2 separate regions of the Danio rerio genome follow, and region 2 is linked to region 1. Evidence: chromatin contacts called from public Micro-C data. All regions are on one chromosome and are shown on one strand. Each heading gives the region's core, a stretch centred on a gene start, on an enhancer-like site or on the middle of the called end of the contact. The rest is flanking DNA. Distances are from core to core; before and after follow the strand shown.

Region 1 (7,435 bases), core at 2,288-4,787:
CACGCCTTTCCTATTGCAAATGAATTCCACTCAGACTGAGAACCGCAAGCTTGGCTAGGCTACTCAAACAAACCCCTTCTGAACTCACTTCCTTCTCCACCCAGCGGCTGAACCCCCACCTCTTGACCCACCAGTGAGAGCAGCTCTCCTAAACCAGCAGCCCGGAGACTCCACTCATTAATTGGGTCTGGAGTCCTGCGGAATGGCCATATCCCATGGTTGAGCTGGCTGTGATTTTAGGAGAGAGTCAGATTCACTCTCCGTCCCTCTACTCAAGAAATCCAAACACTCCCACAAAATGGCATGTGCAAGACTACACTGATTACAAAATCTCAAGTCATACATAAAGCAGTTGAGTTGAAGTTGCTGGTTGCAGTTGTCTGTTAAGATTTATTTTAAAGTCAAGTATTTGGGATTCAGATTACAGGGATCATGTGGTATTTAATATTCACGTAAAATAACAGGCTCTTAAGATTCCTTTATGTATTAAATAGATTAGACTGATAGTGTAGTTTTTTTCCTGATTCACTAAAAGTAACTGGTTCCTAAGAGTCATCTATTTGTGAATCAGACTACAATGTCTGTTTTTGAATCACTAAAATAGCTTATTTGTGAGAGTCATTTGTCACACTGATTATGCAGTTCGTTTTTGGTTCATCAAAAGCAACTGCTTCATAAGATTTATTTGTTCGTGAATCAGATTACACTTTGCTGTTTGTTTTTTATTACTTTAAAATAAGTTAATGTTAATCAGACTACAGTCGTACAGTATAATACAAAACATTTTTCATTAATAAGACTACATACAGAAGGTTGTGCTTTGTTATTTGATTCCTTAAGAATAACTGATTCACTAAACATTAGATTATTTATTATTAATTCTACTGTGATTATGTGGTATGTATTTTTTTTTTTTTGATTAGCCTAATTTATTATTGGACTACACTGATCATGTAAAGAAAAAGTTAATTAACAGTTTCCATATATATTTACGGTTGTGAATTGCATTATGGGAGTTTTATCTCTGCTCTGTCTGCTTAAGCTGATTTATACTTCTGCGTTAATTACACACATATGGTGCGGCACGGTTTGCACGGTTGCATAGCACTCGCCATGGCTGATGCCAATGCTGATGCTCACCTCTAAAAAAGCTCTGTGATTGGTTGGCTTGGTATTGGTGACAAGTGTGAGCGGTGCTGAGAGCCACGAGCCCAATGGAGCGAGTGTTTACAAGTGTCGAGTCCCATGAAGGAGCTTCAGATGGAAACTTTTGTGTTTTGTGTTTACCCTATGATTAAAGTTGTTGCTCGTCTGTCGGTTCCCACCTCTGAATGAGGGAGTTTTACCTAATTGTACAATAAGGTAGGGTTCAGAAAAAAACAAAACACCCATGAAGAAACTCAACACAGAGGAACATAAAATAACCTACTGCCAGCTTGCGTGTCGGAAATGTTGTTGCAAAGCAACACAAACAGCATTCAGATGTATAAATGCAATGGTTCACGCAAGGCAGGTGCCATGGGTCACGGCAATCACTCGACGCAGAAGTATAACTTAGCCTTAGATGTTGAAAATCAACTCTACACTTTTGTAGAGTTATGACACTGAATTTTATTGACATTTTAGTTGTTTGAAATGATATAATATATAAGTAGTAATATAAATAAATCTGTAAAAAAAATTGTACTGGCAAAGTTTTTGTACTGTAATTTACAGCTCCAAACCACACAATATATCACTTTAAACTATTAAAAATGTTAATAAAATTCACTTTTTCAAACTTTTCAAGGTTTAAAGTTGCTGGAAGAAAGATCAAGGCCCCATAATGCAATTTAAAAGAACAAATGAATGGAAATATTAAAACATGAATCACAAAATTATGAAAAACTGCTTTTGCTTCATTTATAAGTCATGAACCAGACTATACTGTTTCACAAGAATGATTTGTTAGAGTCACATTCATATGAATCAGACTCTTTTCTGTCTTTTTTTCATGAACACTCGGCATTTAGTATGAATATGTTAATGGAAATGTTGATGGTCTTGGTCTTGGTGGTATAGATCTGTTACGCTTCTTCTGCTTTGATTATTATGGCAGAGCAAGTATCAATACCTTCTTCTGCTAGTTTATACAAAGACATCTTATCTGAGAATATAACACACTGCTACTGCAAACATTATATATATAAATAATATAGAAATAACCCCTATATTAGCAGATCTTAACACAGGTGGAGCTGGGGTGAAGGAGGGTCTTCAATAGTATGCCGCAGCTTAAACGCTGTAGAATGACACAGAGCTTGTAAGCTGATGAGGAGCAAGCTCATTGGCTGCCGAGGTGACAGCAACCAATCTCCTGCGCCATGTAGTTAATGACGCAGGAGCAGATTAGGTGACCTCTCAGTAGAGTTTTATGCCAGAAATTTCACATACTGTAGGATTAAATTCTGTCCATCTGTAATTACAATTCGATTGATCTGATTTTATGTGTGAGGAAAGGCAGTTCAGCACTGATCATCTTTTAAGAGCTCTGCCTCTCCTGAATGTAGTTTTTGGCTCCATCACAAGTGAAATGTTTCTAGGAAATAGAGCTCCTGTGACCGACAGCACTGAAGTGAAGAGCGCAAGCTTCAGATTTCTGACAGTCTAGACCTTCCACAGCGGAAAAGTCTTTTGAACAATCGCTCCATGGCCAAGTTGTCTGGCATTTGCGCTCAGGTCAGCGCTTCTTTCCTGTGGCACACACAGATATTCACTCCTCATTTGCTAAACTCAGAGAGGCAGGAAATGAGATCAGCTGGATGTGTCTTAATTGAAGACTGTGGTGCTTCTGATTCCAGCTTTCGTTCTGACTGGCTTTTTTCATTCACTCTTTCTTTCATCCCAGTATAGAGCTTGTGAAGTTTGTGTAGTTAGACACCCTGGGAATTGACACACAATATCCTCCTCCAGTGGCTCACATAAGAGGACTCTGTTATCCGTTCAACAGCAGACTTTTCATTTGCCCATTACGGCCTTCTGGAGGCATATAAAACCTGTTTGTATTGATGCCGATGAGAGGGATGTTTTTCCAACAAGCAAGCGGATACACAAAAAAAGTGTCGAATTTGAGGACTGAACTGTGAAAGATGGTGTTTATATACTGTAGCCTCTAAAATGAGCTCTCTGTTTTTCCAGGTCTTTAGGGGTGAATTTCAGCTACCTGATTTTCTTAAAGAACAGACACAGGTATGGTAGATATTCTGCCTGTCCCTATAAGCTCTTCATTAATGGCTTTGTCTTTATTTTGTTCTTCCTTTTTTCGTCTCATCTATAGCCAAAATAAAATGGTAGCAATTTGAGATCTCCATCTGCTTGCTCTCACTCTGATTTTATTGCTGTTCACGTCATTTCTGATCGTAACACTGGTTAATTGATCAGGTGTCCTGCGGTTTTCTCCTCTGATCTCATGTTTTCAATTCCCGATCTAATCACTGTATATGTAGATCTGTGGCCTCATTTTCCACTCGCAATAGTCGCAGTGTGTTCTGCTGGTTAGAAGGTGTGTAGCGCCCCCTTCTGGAAAGATCATGTAGATGCTTTTAATGATTCTTTTTTTTTTCTTTTTTCTTTTTAAAGCTCAAAATAATCTGAAATAAACATAAATAAGGCGGAACACACCGGATTTCATGTTGAAAGTGGTTGGAAACACAATAATAATAACCTTTATACTGTGAAAATATTTTACTGTCACTATTTTAGTCATTTCATTTAGTTCTAAAAGAGTTTACTAAGGTAAGAGGATCATTTTTTGGTCATCTAAAATTAATTAAATGGTGTTGCTGAGACATTTTAAGGGATTTTTCATAAAGGAATTAAATTACCTTGATCTCCAAACTGGTGTTTTTTTCCCATTCTTCTGTTGAACACAAAAGAAGATATCTTGACGAATGTTGGCAACCATTGATTGCAATTGACTCCCATAGTATTTCCTCCATTATGCTATGCTTTGTACTTACTGCTTCAGTCACTGCTTACTAACATTGTTCAGGATATCTTTTTTTGTAGCCAACAGACTGAAGAAGCTCTTAAGAGAAATAGAGGTTAAATAAACACAAACAAGACTTCATTGGTATTATTTAGGGCTGCATGATAATGAAAAAAATCAGACATAACAATGTTGTATTTTACTTCAATATATATATATAGCGATATTAGTACTATTTCTGCAGATTATTTGAAAAGCTCTATTTGAAATGAAAACATCAATTTAGATTGACTGAACTAATTAGACTGATGTCTAATCTGGTGTAGTAGTGAATCAAACAAATTCGCAAGCATAAATAAACAAGATGGAGCAGTTTTCCGAAGAATCAAGCAGTAGTCAAATATTCAGGTACAGCAACTGAACTAGGCATGGGCTGGTATAAGATTCTGACGGTATGATAACCTTAGATAAAAATATCATGGTTTCACGCGTTTGCCTAATTGTTATTACTGCTCTAAAATATATTCTTTTTAATTGTCTGGGTAAAAATAAAAAAACTTTTTTCCCTTTAAACACAATATATTTTACTTTGAGAAACATTTAAAACATTTTGGAGCAGTAAACATGTCAGGCTAAATAATTCAAATGAATCATTGACTTCTGCTCTCTTCATTAGTTTCAAAAACACAATTATTATTTTTTTTTATAATTTAAATGACAACTTTGGATATCTTTTCTGCTAGAGACACTGTTGTCCTAAAAATAACAACAACAACAACAAAGTAAATAAAAGGTTGTACACATTTGAACGGTAAGAAAATGACAGAAAACAAAATCAGAAAATGTTGGTGGGTTTAAAACCTTGACTTTTCCAAACCATGGTATACTTTAAAAACAGATATCGACCCATGCCTAAATTGAACAATCACATGTAATGTAAAATAACACTGTAGAGTCTTTATCACTGAACAACTATAATCCCAACTCAACATTACAGATCCTGGGATGGAAATGTTGTGAATGCACACATTGGGATACCAATGCTGAAACAATATATTGTGCAGTCCTAGTTTCATGTCCTAGTATCAATGTTTCTATGAAAAACCTTTAAAATCTGAACAACATTTTAAATCCACAGAATGCTTTTATTGTGGAAAATGGTTCTTTAGATTATGAAATTGTTTGGTTCTTTGTCAAACCGTTGACTGAGCGGTTCTTTAAGGAATCCAGAATTGTCCTTCTGTGGCTTCGCTGACACTGGGAAAACTTGGTTTATTCATATTTTCACATTTTTAGAGTGTAAACGGGAATTGGAAAGTATTTTGTGAACTAACAATGAATGCTTGACAGCCACTGAAAAGGGTTTATTTGCACTTTATACAGCATTGTGTGCTGGACACATGTGTAACAGATGTTTCTTTTATCACAGCTTCAGAAGTCTCCAGAAAAGCCAAACCCAAGTTAAGAGAAGAGGACGAGGGCTTTATCAGTAGAAGTGAGTTTTTATCATATTTGCTAGAAGACTTTGCTTCCCTTTTTTCTACCACAGATAAAGTGATTTGAATTAACTTGCATACTGCAATTGATAGAACATGGGATGTTCTAAGAAAAGCATGAAAAATTGCTTTCAGCAATATTATTATAATGTGGTGATAATATTAGATATTATTATTATTATGGTTTTATCAATAATACTGTGTATACATATGTATTATACGTTATCATTGTTATGACAAGCAATTAAACACACCCATATGTACAATGATAACTTTAACAGCAATTAGCAACAATGCTCCTGATCATATTTAAGCATTTTACATATTTTTTAAATTAGTAATTTATATATACATTAACATATATGATATAAAAAATATTATATTACATGGTGCTAAATATATATTAGCCCTTCTATGAAATTTTAATGCATTTAAAATATTTCCCAAGAGCTGTTTAATGAGCGCAGTTCAAAATAAAATAGTCTTAATAAGTAACTTCTAATAACTCATTTCTTTTGTCTTTGCCATGATGACAATATTGTAATAATAGTTATTTTGCGAAATACTAGTATTGAGCTTAAAGTGCAATTTAAAGTAAATTAACTATGTTAATTAGGTTAACTAGGCAAGTTAAGGTAATTAGTCATTGGAAAACAGTGTTTTGTTCTATAGCCAATAGAACTTTTTTTTAAGATGGTATGGGAATATAAATTTAAATAATCTAGTTTCAAATAAACAGTGATATACTAAATATGAGTAGCTGTGCGATATGCCTGTATATCGGCACTGGTAAGAGGGCGTGTGTTTGCACGAGGCCACAGTACCACCAGTGACGATATACAGCTATATCACTCTGCTACGAGTGGGATTTTGTGTTTATACAAGAGTCCGATGGCATAAACATGTATATGAAAAAGAAAATCAAACCTTTTTGTATCAGGAACTACTTTCTTCCACCATTCATTCAAATCTGCAGCTGGCAGTCAAAACAGCGCCATCACTCATACACTAACGTCACTTTAGAGCTAGTATTTGAAAGATTCTCTAGAATAATATCCAAAGTGATGACAAAACAGGTGATGTTTGCTCACATTTTAAGATTATTAGGCTGAACATGATGTAATGCCACCAGTCTATACAGAGATATCCCAGTATTTCTCTTTTAGGAGGTCACAATAATTAACAAGGGAAAGCAAACACTGGCAGATTACTGTGGCATAAATGCAGCACTACAAAAAACTGGAGTTTTTCTCCCTGAAGGATTATTATGTGGTCTCTGTTGCCAGCTTTTTGCACAATCATCTTTGCTCTGCTCAGTATGACCACTGTCGTGGTCGCTATGGTCACTGATATCCGAAATTATAAATATTTAAAATAGGCACTATCCTTATAAATAAACTGCATAGTTGCAATCTTACAACAACATTTGTGCCTAAAAAAGCCTCAAAAGCACATTCTGTTGTCCAACAGCTGCAATATTTCGTCACTTTGGAATTATAAGGTTCTATCTGCGTTTAGAATGATTTTGAGATATTCTGCTTCAATGTTTTTGCATTCCCTACATAGCAAACAGTATGTGCAAAAAAAAAAAATACTTAAAATGTAAACAACTTATAAAAAAAACCCATAATGTAAATAAGTTGTCATTTATTAAGAATATGTCACTAACTCAATTTTGACAAAAATGTCAGATAGAACCTTATAATTCTAGGTGACGTAGTGAGTTTACATGGGCGGAGTAATACACAAGAGTGAAGAGGCTGCAAGAGTGCTGTTATTGCAGAGTATCGCACTGCTATCAGCCAATCAGATTTGAGAACCAGACAGAACTGTTGTGTGTGTGTGTGTGTGTGTGTGTGTGTGTGTGTGTGTGTGTGTGTGTGTGTGTGTGTGTGTGTGTGTGTGTGTGTGTGTGTGTGTGTGTGTGTGTGTGTGTGTGTGTGTGTGAATACAAAGTTTTATCCTTTATTTT
Region 2 (7,435 bases), core at 3,052-5,551, 51 kb before region 1:
GTTCGTGACGGCAGGGCCTCCGTCCACTCCATGATCTCCCGCAAGGTCACCATCGCTGGATTTGACTTGAGCAGCTACCGGGACTGTCTTACAAAGTGGAACCGGGCCATAGAGACAATGTACACTCAGTGCCTGGAGGCAGCAGACAAGTGTCTGCCCGTGCACTACGAACAGCTCGTCCTGCACCCTGAAAAGTGGATGAGGACGCTTCTCAGATTCCTCAACATTCCTTGGAACGATGCAGTTCTGCACCACGAGGAGCTCATCGGGAAAGCAGGCGGCGTTTCGCTCTCCAAGTAAGTAATGGGGATTTGTGGATTAGTCAATTAATCAATAATAATTAGCAGAACCACCACAGGGGTCAAATTCACCCTTAGGTGTTTTTCCAATGTACATAACACATTTTCCAAGCCTCACAGTCATTGATTCCCTGTTGTTAAAGTTTGTTTAGATTAAATCTGATAAAAAAAAATGCGACATTTATATACTTATAAGTGAAAAAAGTCAAAACTGACTTGTAATGTTTTTGGTCATTGTTGTGCCTTTTTTGTGTTGTCTTTTGTGTTGTCAGTGTCTGAGATGTTGGTAATTATTTTATGAATTTTTAGCAATAATAAAAGAAGTTTTGAGTGATGCTGAGTCTGATTTTGCACAGCGAGATATCATGCAACCTGGGTCAGCTAAGCATTACCAACCTCGCACTTCTGCACCTTGCAGGTGTTGCTAGATCACAATTGGAAGCGTCTGGAAGTTAACAAGAATTATTTATATTGTTTATTACATTTCCCATTAATTGTATTTATTTTACTAACGTCTACCCCAACCCTAAACCCAACCAGCACAGTAACGCAAAAACAGTATTTGTACCGAGTTTTATTTATGTTATTTATTAAATTACCCAACAAATTGTATTTTTTTAATGTCTACCCCGACCCCAACCCTAAACTCATCCGTCATAGTAACGTAAAAATATAAATTATTGTTATACAGCTTTACAAAAATGATGCTAAATTGATGTGCGTATCCACAGCTGTATCCTATCGGGACTTTACCCTCTTTACCTGCCCCGTGTTCACATTGTATTCTGCATGGTTTTTGCAATGTGAAAAAAATGGTGAATGGTTGCACTGGTGTGCTTCCCCTCATAAGAAATGTTGTCTATTAAAAGACATAGCGTGTCGCTTTGCAATTTTAGTTAATTTAGCATCCAAATTATTCATGATATAAATTGCATGATATAACGTGATATAAAGTCTTTTATAGTCATGATATAAAGTCTTTTATATACAGCAAGAAGGTCACTGGTTCGAGTCTGAGCTGGGCATTTCTTTGCATATTCTCCCAGTGATCACATGGGTTTACTCCGAGTGCTCCAGTTTCCCCCACAATCCAAAGACATGCTGTATAGGTGAATTGAATAAACTAAATTGACCATAGTGTAAGTGTGTGTGTGAAAAAGTGTGTATGGGTGTTTCCCAGTACTGGGTTGCAGCTTGAAGGGCATTCGCTGTATAAAACATATGCTGGAATAGTTGCCGGTTCATTTCACTGCGGTGACCTCTAAAATAGAGACTAAGCCAAAGGAAAATAAATAAATGGATGAATAAATGAATGAATGAAGTGTCCATGTTCTGTGTGTGTGTGAATGAATGTTGCAGTTTGTTTTACTACACACACATGCTTTTAACAGCAAGCTATAATTGTTTGCTTTTAAAAGCAAAGCAGGGTTTTGAGGCCAGCGTTCCAGCATGGGTATCTTGGGTTTATGAGCCATCTGGATCATTTAAACATGGTTCAGTTATCATATCTAGTTAATGTCACCAGCCGTTTGTGTCACACAGGCTATGTTTGGCATACTTGCGTAATGCCTACGGCATACTGTGCAATTTACTGTACTGTATTTCCATCCATATTGTAGTGTTTTTAAATGCTAAATGTAAAGCAAAGTTTAATGTTGTTTCATAGTGTGATAGACTCCATTGCATTCACATTACTTGGTTCTTTAATTAATGCATGAATACATCTACATGGTAAATTTATTTTTAATTATGGCATATTATATGTGTAGGTAAATTATTATTATTTTGTCATCAATAAGTGATTTAATAATATTTACTAGACATAAGTGCTGGCGGTTCATTCCGCTGTGGCGACCCCGGATTAATAAATCATACACTACAGAAAGTTTAGCTTACCCAATTCGCCTATAGCACTATATGTCTTTAGACTTGTGGGGGAAATCGGAGCACGGAGGCGTGAACCAGTGATCTCCTTGCTGTGAGGCAACAGCGCTACCCACTGAGCCATGGTGCTCAAGCTTTAGTTTGTTTTTATTTTCATTTTGGTTTAAATAATTTGAATCTAGATTCAACTGGATTTTGACTTATTTTTATTAATTTATTTTTTTCCAAATTTTTATTAAGATATGAAAAGTTATTTAAAATAAAAATAGTGATTATTATTTTCTTTAAATTACCACAGTAGAAAGGTCATTTAGTCAAAGGTTGTCAATTCATGGTATGTCAAATGTTAAGTCTTGCGTGAGTTAGTAGATCACCTGGATATTTCATGCCTACTGAACACGCACACACAGTCCATTGCATGCTTGCTAAATATTTGAGAAATTATGGTGGTAAGTGTCCATTTAAGTGAATGTGCAGATGTGTGTAGCCTTTCCTTTCTCTTTCAGAATGTAATTCTACATGTGTTACATTTATTTATTACATTCATTTTGTACTGTTCCCCCTGAATTAAAAGAGAAGAGCCGAACGCTCTCTCTTTGCTCAAGTTTCACTCACTACGATGGTGCTAAGTGAAATGGAGCTCTCTGGAATCATAATAAAATCATATAGTGATCATAAATAAAATGCGTTGTTGCCTTGGTAATGCAAGCATAATGTAAACAGTAGTAATCAATACTTCAAAAGTGCTCAATTATTAAGATGTGTTGAAATAATTATTAAATAATTAATTATAAACATACAATTTTCAAAATGCCCTACTTTTATTTAATTAATGTAATTACATGCAAATCTACAGTCATATGTGTGAAGTTGTGGCAGGTGTTTGCTACCCAATAAATATGTTTATTGTTCTTTGAATTGTTCTGTTATAGGGCTGTGTGTTTTAGGAAAAATGTCTAATTGTGTGTGTGTGTTTTTTTTTTTTTTTTTTTGACAGATATTGCAGATTATTTACAATTAAATTCTGTAGTCAAGGTTCAGCTCAATAGTCTGCAAGCAGTAGCAACAATTCAGCGACAGCTCAGCTCTTAAAATGACCTGATTTTGTTCAGTGTCTGTGAGTTTGAAACCAAAATGTTCCCATATTAGCAATGCTGTTTTTCTTTGAAATTAATTTGTCTATTCATAATTCCGAAGCAGGAGACAACATTATCCCACTTGATAATAAATTTAAATGAAATACATTATTATTTTATTGAGGACTTTTTTTGCGCAATTCTGATTGGGCATAATGAAGGTGTGCTCACTCAATTGGCTAGTAAGGCTGTCACACACAAACGGCAGTCACGCATTTGCTCTGGGCAGTGGAAATTAAATAATACATACATATTTCATATCGCAGACTCTTGCGATTAGCTAATTGCAACGTTTCAAATTGTGATTGCAGTTCGATTTCGATTAGTCGCACCCCTTTTCTGTAGGCATTTTTTTCTAAATAGCAACTATAGCGTAGGCTTTTTATAAAATATAAATTAAATATAAAATATAAGTTATTTAAAAAAAATTTTTGTGATTTTTATCTTCTTTAAATTACCACAGTAGAAAGGTAATTTAGTCAAAGGTTGTCAAAATGGAATGTCAAATGTTAAGTCATGCGTGAGTTATTAGATCACCTGGATATTTCATGCCTACTGAACACGCACACACAGTCCATTGCAAGCTTACTAAACATTTGAGAAATCATGATAGTGTGCTATTTCAAACATAAACAACACTGTTTCTGTGGTAACTGTCCATTTATGTGAATGTGCAGATGTGTGTAGGCGTTCCTTTCTCTCTCAGAATATAACTCTACATGTGTTACATTTCTCACTGACAAGTGATGCATTATTTTTTGTTCTGGCTGATAACAACTTGATAACCCCTAGGGTGCAGTTGTGTACACGATCAGTTCGACCAAAGTGTGTTGTGTTGCAGCTTGAAAGGCTTGATGTTCATGAATCTAATGATTTCTGTGCAGTTGGTGCCCTAGATAGTCCAAACGGAGGGGTGTAGTTCACCGTTAACATTCCTGCTGCAGTAAAACATGCTGTAGCTTGCTGGAACACGAGTCCTGATGGAGTTTGATTTTTTTTTTTCAATTGGAAAATTTGAGGTATAATATGAAGGCTGCTGGGTGATGTCACTTGCATTTATCTTTTGTAAGTGCAACCTTGTTTTGTCAAGAGCTTTTCAGACATAATTTGTTTCTGTACTTCAGGCAGCTATGTACGCATTCAGAAACAGAACAAGGTTAGATGCTTTTTATATTAATCTCTTGTAGTCCAGACTACAAGTGCTGGTCACATGTTATGGCTGTGGTTTATTGAAGCATATAAGAATTACATATGGACTGCATAAGTTACTGAAATCTCGAAAGGACAAAGGGTCGTCCCATCGCTTCTATTGACACATGAATCAGTTAAATCCCTTGATGTCCTATGGAGAAATTTGGCCTGGGGATTTTATTTTGGCTGAGCTTTTATTTTTAGGAATGAAAAGCTTATGGTCAGAGAGGAAGCTGTGCTGTGGCATATCTCTTCTCGCTCCTCTTTGTTCTTAGAGCGTCTCTGGTCTGTCTTTCATCTCTTCTGATATCTGTGAGCTGACTGAACTGTAGACTTGTTCTGACCTTTTTTGACATCTATTTAGTCTCTTTCTTATCTTCAGCCTTTTATCACTTCCTTTTAGATTCTGAGTAATAGGATGTTTTAGCAGTCTTTGATTTAGATTGTTCATTTTCACCCACAATATTTTCTCTAAAATTATTGAAATGGTTCGTTCAAAATGCACATTTAGATATACAGTAAAAGACTTAAAAACAGCGGGTAAAATCACCCAGAAAGGCACCCCCTACTCCAATAATAGTGATGCAGTAATATAATAAAGAAAAATACAGTAATAATTTTGAAGCATAAATACTGAGTATAGATTAATTTAGTCTTTTAAGGAAGATTTTAAACTATTGATATAATTTGATACAGATTGTTGATTTTTTTTTTGGGGGGGGGGGGGGTGGGCAGTATTTGCTTTGTACTAATTATTTAGAATACATAATTGTACAAATATTTCACATGTGGTGTAAAACAAGTTAACAGGCAAGTGTTTAAAAACAAAATTGGTGTGCTCATGAGGCTTGATTCAATGGTATAATAATAATAATAATAATAATAATAATAATAATAATAATAATGATGATGATGATGATGATGATGATGATGATGATTATTATTGTTATTATTATTGTTATCATTATTATTTTATACAGTAGTCAACAATTGAAGTGGATCAAAAACATTTTTCAAAATAGTTATAATGCAAGAATTGTTGTTGTTCAATAGTTTTTGGACAAATTTGATGAAAGGTTTCAAATGGTGACTACAGTATACAGTGTTTCCCAAACATATACTTAACTTGGGTGGGCTGCATAGGTATTTTAACGGTAACCCAAGCATATTTAGTGATAAATATCTATCTATCTATCTATCTATCTATCTATCTATCTATCTATCTATCTATCTATCTATCTATCTATCTATCTATCTATCTATCTATCTATCTATCTATCTATCTATCTATCTATCTATCTATCTATCTATCTATCTATCTATCTGTCTGTCTGTCTGTCTGTCTGTCTGTCTGTCTGTCTGTCTGTCTGTCTGTCTGTCTGTCTGTATATATGCTTGTATATATGTATGTATGTTTATATCTGCTGGAAGGTTGAACTCCTGTAATCCTTTTTTGTTTCTTACTTTACTCTGATTTTGTTCAAAATTCTGTTTGTTCTTCAAATATATAAACATACACTGTAAAATCCCAAAATTTAAGGTAACTCAAACCGTTTAAGGAAACCAATTGCAACAAACCATTTGAATTAAAAAAACTAATCTATGTGAGTACTGTGAACTTACTCCATTTAAGTGGAAGTCATGAGGTATTTCATTAACTCATTGTATTCAACACTGAGTTCAAAACTCTTTTCACATAAGTAGTATTAACTTTCAGTAAATTTTGAGTTAACTACACTCATTTCATTTGATAAAGTTGACTGTTGGGTTTTACAGTGTACCGTATATATCAAACTACATGAGGTCAGATTAACCATTACTGTGTAATAGACTGAGATTTGAGCGTTCAGTGTGCTGTTGTTGGCTGCTGTTTCCTTTACTTTGAACATTTGGAGAAAAGCTGAAGGGCTCGCAGTTAAAAAGTGGCATTTATTAAACAGAGTGCTGACAGTAAAAGCAGTGCTTCTTTGAAAGGTTTGTTGTGGGAACGGAAAAAAGGCATGAGCCCAGAACACCTCACCTACTGAATACACTGCTATTCTTCCAAAACCACATAATGAAGGGATCAGTGACACGCAGTATCATTAGTTACTGAATGGACAAGTGGATGTTTGTGAGATGACACTGAGAGCCAAGTCTTCCTGAATAAATAATTTATTTTCAGTTTTCACGTTAAACATTGAGTAAATTGATATAGGAACAATTTAACTGATTGTTATTAGAAAAAGGGTGCAGTGTTAAATAGCATGGTAGAACAGTTTTTCTAAAATCCCAAACTTCAGTTTTATTATACATTAGTATATTTTATAAAAGGATGATGTTAGTTAGGACTGTGCAATAAGACAATACATATTGTTTAGACAAAATTAAAAAGTGTATAGTTTCATTTTATGCTCTATTGATTAATTTTTTACAATGTGTATTGTGCATATGTTTTACAGTAATACGTTTTCATAATTTATACTAGGGCTGCATGATCCTGGAAAAATCTAACATTACAATCTATTGTTATTATGTGATATATATTGCAATATGGGGCGACACAGTGATGCAGTAGGTAGTACTGTCGCCTCACAGCAAGAAGGTCGCTGGTTCGAGCCTCGGCTGGGTCAGATGGCGTTTCTGTCTGGAGTTTGCATGTTCTCCCTGTGTTCTCGTGGGTTTCTTCCGGGTGCTCTGGTTTCCCCCACAGTCCAAAGACATGCGGTATAGGTTAATTGGGTAGGCTAAATTGTCCATAGTGGATGAGTGTGAATGTGTGTGTGTGTGGATGTTACCCAGAGATGGGTTGTGGCTGAAAGGGCATCCGCTGCGTAAAAACGTGCTGGATAAGTTTGCGGTTCATTCTGTTCTGCTGTGGTGCCCCCAGATTAATAGAGGGACTAAGCTGAAAAGAAAATGAATGAATAAATATATCGCAATATG

The links. A called contact is a pair of places that touch in the nucleus more often than the background predicts.
Region 2: a contact with region 1 is called in a Micro-C map of caudal fin, with 3 times the contacts expected there. The contact joins two enhancer-like sites. A contact is called at or near these places in 2 of 18 Hi-C or Micro-C datasets (caudal fin and hematopoietic stem cells).

The regions. Positions count from the first base shown.
Region 1 is chr15:23,159,598-23,167,032 of GRCz12tu, reverse strand. It overlaps tpst1 (tyrosylprotein sulfotransferase 1), which reads left to right. Exons shown (of 5, transcript NM_131403.1): 4 at 5,397-5,462. The coding sequence ends at 5,432. Among named protein-coding and RNA genes, the nearest start is that of tpst1, 77 kb to the left of the region's middle. Within about 2 kb of position 3,537, at least 15 of the 62 cell types and tissues checked have an H3K27ac peak or open chromatin away from gene starts, as enhancers often do. A contact at or near this core is called in caudal fin, where this site is marked.
Region 2 is chr15:23,211,022-23,218,456 of GRCz12tu, reverse strand. tpst1 (tyrosylprotein sulfotransferase 1) reads left to right here. Exons shown (of 5, transcript NM_131403.1): 2 at 1-296. Among named protein-coding and RNA genes, the nearest start is that of tpst1, 25 kb to the left of the region's middle. Within about 2 kb of position 4,301, at least 5 of the 62 cell types and tissues checked have an H3K27ac peak or open chromatin away from gene starts, as enhancers often do. A contact at or near this core is called in caudal fin, where this site is marked.